Regions from separate parts of the Zea mays genome. Here region 2 is linked to region 1. The links are chromatin contacts, called in public Hi-C maps. All regions are on one chromosome and are shown on one strand. The core of a region is the stretch at or near the end of the contact, and the rest is flanking DNA. Distances in the headings are between cores, read along the strand shown.

What was found. Hi-C and Micro-C count contacts between places; a contact is called where the count stands out from the background.
Region 2: a contact with region 1 is called in a Hi-C map of bundle sheath, with 2.4 times the contacts expected there. The contact joins the promoter of LOC100278047 here to the enhancer-like site in region 1. A contact is called at or near these places in 3 of 25 Hi-C or Micro-C datasets (bundle sheath, endosperm and leaf).

Annotation. Positions count from the first base shown.
Region 1 is chr7:102,516,822-102,520,800 of Zm-B73-REFERENCE-NAM-5.0, reverse strand. No RefSeq gene overlaps it. Among protein-coding and RNA genes, the nearest start is that of LOC103632640, 22 kb to the right of the region's middle. Within about 2 kb of position 1,855, at least 18 of the 20 cell types and tissues checked have an H3K27ac peak or open chromatin away from gene starts, as enhancers often do. A contact at or near this core is called in bundle sheath, endosperm and leaf, where this site is marked.
Region 2 is chr7:102,658,271-102,662,580 of Zm-B73-REFERENCE-NAM-5.0, reverse strand. LOC100278047 reads right to left here and starts at 1,481. Exons shown (of 2, transcript NM_001320338.1): 1 at 1,355-1,481; 2 at 1-1,161. The coding sequence starts at 1,152. LOC103634050 (probable metal-nicotianamine transporter YSL16) reads right to left here and starts at 2,849. Exons shown (of 1, transcript XM_008655676.2): 1 at 1,582-2,849. The coding sequence starts at 2,849. The coding sequence ends at 2,439.

The sequences.
Region 1 (3,979 bases), core at 606-3,105:
TTATACCCCCAAATTCAGGGTGTTACACTATGCCCCACCTGTTAATGGCATGAAAAATGTTAAAGAAAATATATACTAATTGGAAGTTCCACTTAGATAAAAAATATAGAATTTCATAAAGATAAAGTCAGCTTGATATGCTCAACTAAATGGTATTCTTAAATAAGATTATAGAATCTAATGTGATCCAATCTAGTGGTCTACTCAAACATATTAGTGATACTGGTAGAAGAGATTAGACCCTACTAACCAAGTGTTAACTAAACTTAGCACATTAGACCAACTCAACCATGAACATAAGATCTAACTCAACCAGTAGAGTCATGATGAATTGCATAGTCTGACTATCCCCACCTAACATCAAATGAGATTTTAATCTACATCATGCAGTCTATGTGACCCATATCTATCTCATCTTGACAAAATTCTATCCTACCTTTGGATATTCACCTTATACGACTAGTTACACCAATCTGGACATAAAACAAAGATTAAGCCCTGCTAAAGAATCTTCAGATCATAACCAGCTACTAGCCTATTCATTCTGCTTACCAAATACTTTTCATTGCAAAACTATCCTACCATATGCTTCTAACTCTCGATGGTCAATACCAGGAAGGGAAGATTATCAGGCAACAACAAACAGAAATGAATCCTCCACCAGTTGGAATCAATCAAGTGGTTGCCGCCCAAATGATGGTAATACAACAAATGGCAAACATAGTTACCGAAATGCAAAATCAGATAAGACAAGAACGCCAGGAAATACGTCAGGACCGGCTAGAGATACGTCAAGAAATAAGGCAAGCACGGTTGGAAAGACAACAACAACAACCATTACTTCCACCACCACCGACAGCTCCACCAATCTACATAAATATATATATATATATTACTATTTGTTAGACCTAAATGTTACTCTAGTTGTAGTTGATATGATACTATTTTAGGAGGAATAATAAGGTCTAAGTGACTATGTGTTGCTAATAAATTATGTATCATGCTGAGAATTTGTTTGTGCATATGTTTTGAGATAACATGGTTATACATCATGTTCTTACAAATCTCGAGGACGAGATTTCTGTTAAGGGGGTAGGATTTGTAAGGTCCAGAATTTGTACAAGAAAATAATAATAATAATAATAATAATAATAAATATATATATATTTATTGCTTCATAATTGATTTTGAGTATGTATTAAAAATTTGAATTCTTAAACTTTATCTTGGATTTGAAATTGAAATTTGTAAATAAAAAAAGTGAAAAGAAAATAGAAAATGAGAAAGGAACTTTTAATGAAACCATTTATAAATACATAACGAGGAAAATAATAAATAATAATATTGGAAACAAGGAAGGTTATAATCCCATTAGTATCAACTTTGGCACTTGAGAATTTGGAAAATCAAAACATTAATTTGACTCGTTTTGGACATTTTGAATTTGAAAATGTGAGAGAGATATCACATAATATAAAATAAATCTATAAATGAATAACTTTGTCACATTTGGGTGTGATCAAATAAAACATTTAGTCTAAGTACAAATGTGCCACCAGAACTGAATTTAAATTGGAGATTAAATTTGAATTTAGCAAAAGGAATAAATAGAAAGGAAAAAGAAAGGATAAAAGAAAAAGAATACCTAATTGGGCTGACCGCCACCCTTCTAGGCCCATCCGTTTTTCTCCCTTGCGTGCAACCCACCTCAGCACTGCGCCGACCGTCTGGGCCCAATGCCCAGTCCCGCCCCCCCCCCCCCCCCCCCCCCCCCCCCCCCCCCCCCACCCACGCGCGTACGACTGACCGGTCGCTTACAGGGCGGGCCCGCTTGCCATTTGCTCAGCCTCGCACTCGTCTGTACCATTTCCTCTGCCATGTGGGCCCCGCTCTGCAGGGGAGTCGTCTTCACTGACTCCACACCGGCCATACCGCAACGAACTTCGTGCATGCCGGCGCCGCTTCTCTGGGGCAGTTGACCTCAACCCTCCCCTTCTCCTAATCCGCCCGATAAAAGCCCCAGTCGCTCCTCATCCCTATTGCGCTAACCAAAGAACCATAAACACCGGAGTTAGGAGCGGCCGTAGCCGGGAGCGAGTGAGGAAGATCCGCCGTCGTCGACCTGTGTCTCGGGCGGCACTCCATCGTCAGTGAGTGGCTTGTGAGATTCGCCTCGATACGAAGTTCGTGGCCGGGCAGGATTGAAGCCGGGAGAGTAACCAGCATCCAGCGAATTTCTCACCGGAACTGCAGCACCGCCACAAATCTGCCTAACCACGCGGACCGAGGCTCTCACGCCATCATCTCTGGTGAGAAACCCCTCAACCGCCTCGCCTTGTTCCTATCTTCGCGTAGCATGTTCTGGGGGAGGGGATTACCTTCTGGGACGCTGGATTGACTCGGCGCCGACGATGGCGCCGCCGTGCGGTGTGTTAGCGCCGCCAGTCAGGTTGGCGGGGGTAGCAGACAAGTTGTTTGCCGTCGATCATGAGATCTGCGGCTCGGATTCGATTAGGGGTAACGTTTCAGCCGAAAACCTCGTAGCCATTGATCTATGGATGGACGCTCAGGAATCGATACAGTATAGTGGAATCTGGGCCGTGGATTGCGTATCCTGGGTCAGGATCACGTACCGTTCCGTTAAACCTGGATCTAATCTTGCACGTCCAATTTGGATCGTGTGGTTCAGACGCGCCCGTACCCCTTCGCCGCGCGCTTTTGCTAAAGAAACCCTAGAGAATCAGCTAATAAACCTGTAGTCCACCTCTGAGTTGTTCTGAGTCTAGGGAAGTTTATACATTAGTCCCTGTGCTTTCCTGTTATTGAGGCGCAGTCCAGAGATTTATAAAACCCAGTAAAAGTAATTAGATAATGATTTTTAATATGAAAAAAATGCTAGAACTTGTTTAATTCATATAAAATTCATATGAAGTCCAAATCAATCCATTCCAATTTCTATAATTTTGTAATATTATTGTTTATCAATTAGTGCCACTTTTTCAACGTGAAAGCCACAATAAAATTGATCTCCTAATTAATCTTGTATCAAATACATAAAACCTTTGGAAATTCAAAACTTCCCCACTTTAACTCCGAATTGGACCGTTCAAGTTGCCTTAGTCTTGTATAAACATTTACTATGCAATAACAACATTTATTATACCATGTCTCATTCTTTTATAATTAGATCGTTATTTAACTTATATTGGTTAGTCTTGTTAATTTGCTTATCAATGTAATAGAAGATGATCTATGATCAATTTATAATTTAGATTAAAGTTGAATTAGTTACTACTTTAGGTTACCTTTTCTCTAGAATTATAAAATAAATATAGAACCTAGTGTTAATCATTTAATCACCTCATAACTTGATGACCACGACTCAGATCTTAGTAGTTCTCGATCCCACGATCTCATAGTGACGCATAGATTGTTACTATGCAGTTTACTCTTATGTTTGGTGTGATGTTAATTTTGTCTATACCATGTTTGTTTGTATTGCTACGACTAGCGCGAGGTCACGAGGATCTGAAGAATCATCCTGGTATCTGGACTCTCAAGTGCCAGGCAAGTTGTGTCCTTGATCACTTCCTTTTTACCCAGTCATGTTCTTATTAATCATAATGATCTGCATAGGTTAATTTGATGGGATTCAATAGGTTACCCTAGTTTTGGCTATCTTTATACCTTGTTTTATCCCTGAATTTTTGGGTAGTATATGTTATTGCTTTATGTGGTTTTGGGTATAGAGATATACATTACTTATGTTCACACTTCTATTATCTGTTTATTATTTACTGTTCATGATAAGATCATTATGTTAATGGGAACATGGAGAACTACCCGGGAAAACAGTGCCACCGCAAGGGTGGTATGGGACGCCCTTGGCTGACTAATTAGTAAAGCTACTGGAAGACTACCTTACTCGAAAGGGGCAAGGGCACTAGGGGAGTTGCATACAGGGAGGTTCTCGGGTTGA
Region 2 (4,310 bases), core at 232-2,731, 140 kb before region 1:
AGCCTTGCTATGTCCTTCACCCACTATTCTCTTGCTTTCCAATTTCTTATTGGAGGCCTCTAGTGCTGAAGTTGGAGAAGCCAACTCTCCTAAAACCGAACTTGCCACCAAGGCATCATTATTGTTGACAGGGGTGGCTTCTGAAGGCAACCCCTCATTTCCACTGCCTGTGGTATTAACACCAGATCTCCCATGACCAGGAGCAAATGTGCTTATAGGTGAGACCTCCAAAACACCGCTGTCTGTGGTGGTAACAGCAGTCCTCCCACAGCCAGGTGGAAATCTACGTACGGCTGAGACTTCCCTCCTCTTGGGTGGAGGATTCAGAGAGGATACAAACCACCGTTTTGTTCTGCTTCCTGCAGTTCCATTTTCCTTTCTCTGTAACTCACCAGTGCCCGTTTTGTTTGCAATCTCTGAGACATCCCCATTAACAGCAACCTCCTGCCCCACATCACTGCTGCCACCACGTCCCTTCTCCTCAGCCACCAACAATCCACCCCCCTTGTCACCGTTCTGCAAATAACTAGCACCAACGGTGCTCGAACTACCCAGTACTGCTACCTGCACCACATTGTTCCCTTGCTGACCATCCAATGACAGCTTGCCTGCATCGCCCAGCAATTGTGCCTCTCCATTCTCCCGGATGACTACATTCTGCTGATCCTTCTCAGTCAGGGCATGTGGGAGGGCGCTGCTGTGCGCTGCAGGCAAAATAGCAGCGACAACTTCCACCTTATTTTCCTCTTGCTGAGGCGGGGCGCAGTTCTGACACGCAGGTGAAACGGCGGCGGGGTCAGCCACCTCCTCCACCTTATCAGCAGGCGGGGCGCCGCTCTCAGGCGCAGGTGAAACGGGGGCGGGGGCCTCCACCTTATCTGGGCATCCATTCTGAGCCGAAGGCGAAATGACGGCGGGGGCGGGCTTCTCATCGGCTCTGCCGACGACGATGGTGGAGGCGCCATCCACGCCCTTCACCTCAGGACCTGCCTCGGCCGCAGAGGCCGGCGCTGGCGGGGGCGAAGGGAACCGACCGCACCCGGGCGGCCAGCACCGCTTGGCGGAGACCCTCCCAGGTCTCAACCTGCGCGGCGGTAGCCATGCCGCGGCCTCGGCTGGCGGCGACGGCGGCTCCACACCGGCCCCCGGCATCCCAAAAACCTGCACAATCAAGATCGAATTAGGAGGTAGAGGACCGATTGTCAATCGAATCGACGCGGCACCTGACTCGTAAATAACCGCAACCAAACCCTAGAGCCCCCACCCCACCATCGACTCCGCATCCGGCAAACCTTATCTTCTCTTTTTGCGACAGCGCAACCAAGCAAGTACGAGGAGCGCGCAACGGTCTCACCTTGTTTTTCCCCCGATGCGTGCGGTACCGGCGCGAGATAACTCTGCCACGGCGAGTTTGCGCGGAGGAAGAGGAAGCCGCGGGGGAGGCGGCGAGCGGATCTCTCCCAATACGAGGTTGGAGAAGCGACCAACGGTGGTGACGCCGAGCTGAGGGGAGTTATTTGTGATTATAATCATTTCGTCGCGCGGCTTCGCCTCTTTGGTATCCCGCAGCACGTCATCGCCATATTGGTATTACTGTCGTACACCACTCGCTGGATTGGGTTCGTTTTCATACGGCTGACTAATTTACCCTTCCTTTTCACCCAGTCCGGTCGCAACGACGACGAGCCTCGTCGATCTCCAGCCATGGATGAAGACGTCGCGATAGCGCCTGAGCACGAGGAGCGCGCGCCCGGAGCTCCAGCGTCACCTCGGCCCGTGGCGACATCTCCAGGGCGGCCGTGACCAGGCTGAGTGCCGCCGCCGCCGCATCGTCGGTGTCCTGCGCGGCCGACGGGAGGTTGATGGTAACCGGAGAATGTCCGTGCCCTCTTGTTCAGAGCTCCACAGCACCACCGAAGCAACGAGAGGGGCAAAGCTTGGGGACGATGCGGCGGCGAATCGAGGAACCGTTGGGCAAGTTGAGCGAACCGTGGCTGTGGAAGGAAGCATCATCGTTGATGCCGACGGGTTAGGCGGGCGCGTACCGACGACTGTGCCATGCACTGCGCACGGAGATGCCGTGCTCAGCTTTCTCTTTCAACTTCCAAACGGTGCCGCTGAGTGAAGCTGCTCCACTGCAGCGGAAGAGAGATGAGCGCACTAGGATCTACTGAACAGCGTTGGGGAATTGCAGTAACACTTTGTGCAAGATAAAAGAGTTTTATTAATGCTCTGCTATAATAATAATATGCGTGCTACTAGACAACAGGCAATTCATCCTGTCATCCTTCAGATTTCCGTTTTACATATATACACCGTACATTAAGCTCATATGGACATTAGAACAGGCCTGATTGGTATGTAATTCTACTACACGGATTCCACCCCACAAACGACGAACGATGCCCTCTGTTCTGTACGCATCGTCACCGTGCTCTCTAGCTCCCTGGCGTGAACTTCATGCAGATGGGCGGCTTGACCTTGGCCAGCGCGAGCAGCGACGACGGGAACGTCCAGATCCCGTCGCCGCAGATGAGCCCCGAGGCGACGGCCGGCACCAGCAGCGCGGCCTTCTTGCCGTCGAGCCTGTGCCACGCGAACACCACGAGGCTCCCCACGCACATGTCGACGGCGAAGCTGGCGCCCACGAGGAACGGCACGGCCATGGCCATGGGCAGCGGCACGAGCCGCGCGAGCCGGCGCGGCAGCAGGTCCCGCGCCAGGTTCGCCAGCACCGCGAACGCGAAGAACCCCGCGCACAGCTGCATGCAGTGCCTGGGCAGCGCCGAGAAGCCCTCCACGCCGAGGATGGCCATGTTGCGGTAGATGAGCGCGTAGGTAGATGAACGCGTAGGGGGAAAAGGAAGGGTAAATTAGTCAGCAGTATGAAAACGAACCCAATCCAGCGAGTGGTGTACGACAGCAATACCAATCTGGCGATGACGGGCTGCGGGATACCAAAGAGGCGAAGCCGCCCGACGAAATGATTATAATCACAAATAACTCGGCTGAGGGAGGGGTTAGGATTTCATAAAACGACGGTGGCTCGTTGGCTTGTTCCATTAATGATCAGCTCGGCTAGAGATCGGTTTACTTGAATTTTTTCATGATATGAGCTGACATATTAGCTCGGTTCATTAATTACTCAGCTTGGTTCGTTAACGAGCCAGCTCGCAAGCTAAACAAGCTATCGCATTCTAGCAAAACGAAACTATATGCACATTATTTACTGAATAATCGATGAACATGTTATATGTATGTGAGGTGTCTATGTCCCATGAATTAAAATAATAATTAATGAACTATGTCTATGTGTTAAATTAGTCTATGCAAATATAATTATGGGTTAAACTGATGAACATGTATATGTATGTGAATTGTGAATTGATGAGTGATGAATTATGCTAATTTGGTGTTACATTGACGTGGTTTGTGAAACTATGGTTTAAAATTAACTAAAAATTAATTATTATGCACATATTATTTTTTTCTGCTCTAGCTTGCGAGGTAAACGAGCCAGATCGAGCTCGTAAACAAGCTGAGCCGAGCTGACTCTTTTACTCGTTAGCTTAACGAGACAGCTCGAACTCGGATGAGCCCTGGCTCATTATCGAGCCCTAGGAGGGGTGATATTTTTCTATTATAGAAAGCCGTAGGGTTTGCATAAGAGCATCCAGTTCCCTTGGGAAAAAATGGTCCCTGTTGTTAAATATATATGTGGAAGAAAAACAATTCTAGCCTTCAACGGTTCTAATTTTTAGGTTATTAAATATTTGTAAATTATATTTCTTGGGGCGAAGGCGAACACGCCACCCTTCGCTCGATGACATCTACCTCGCGCTCTGCATGGACGAAGGTCGCTCCTGCAGGCTCTGCTGGACAGACCGAGGACACCGTCCATATGGAGGCCCGTTCGACCCCCTTCGCTCCGGCAAGCCAAGACGAAGGCCCCGCGAAGACCATGAGGCCCCGTCTCCCTCAGAGCAGGGAGGGGCCCGTATGCAATTCGACCCATGTAGCAGGGCCCCGCGTCCGGACGCGGCGTGGGCAGTGTGGGTTGGGCCGTGTCTGTAATAAAGTATGTCGTAATGACTCGTTGTAACCTCCCCTCGAGGGAATATTCCAGGGATAAACTAGGTAATAGAGGGTCTAAATGTCCTTGACAGGGTCGGGCAGTCCCTCGATTACCTATAAATACCCCTGTACTGTGCCAAAGCGCAGGAGGGGAAAAACATTGTGGCTTTGACACCCCGTGTTTGTGCTACAATTCCTTTTTCTCATTTCCCATTGGATCTAGCTGTCCTGAGAGG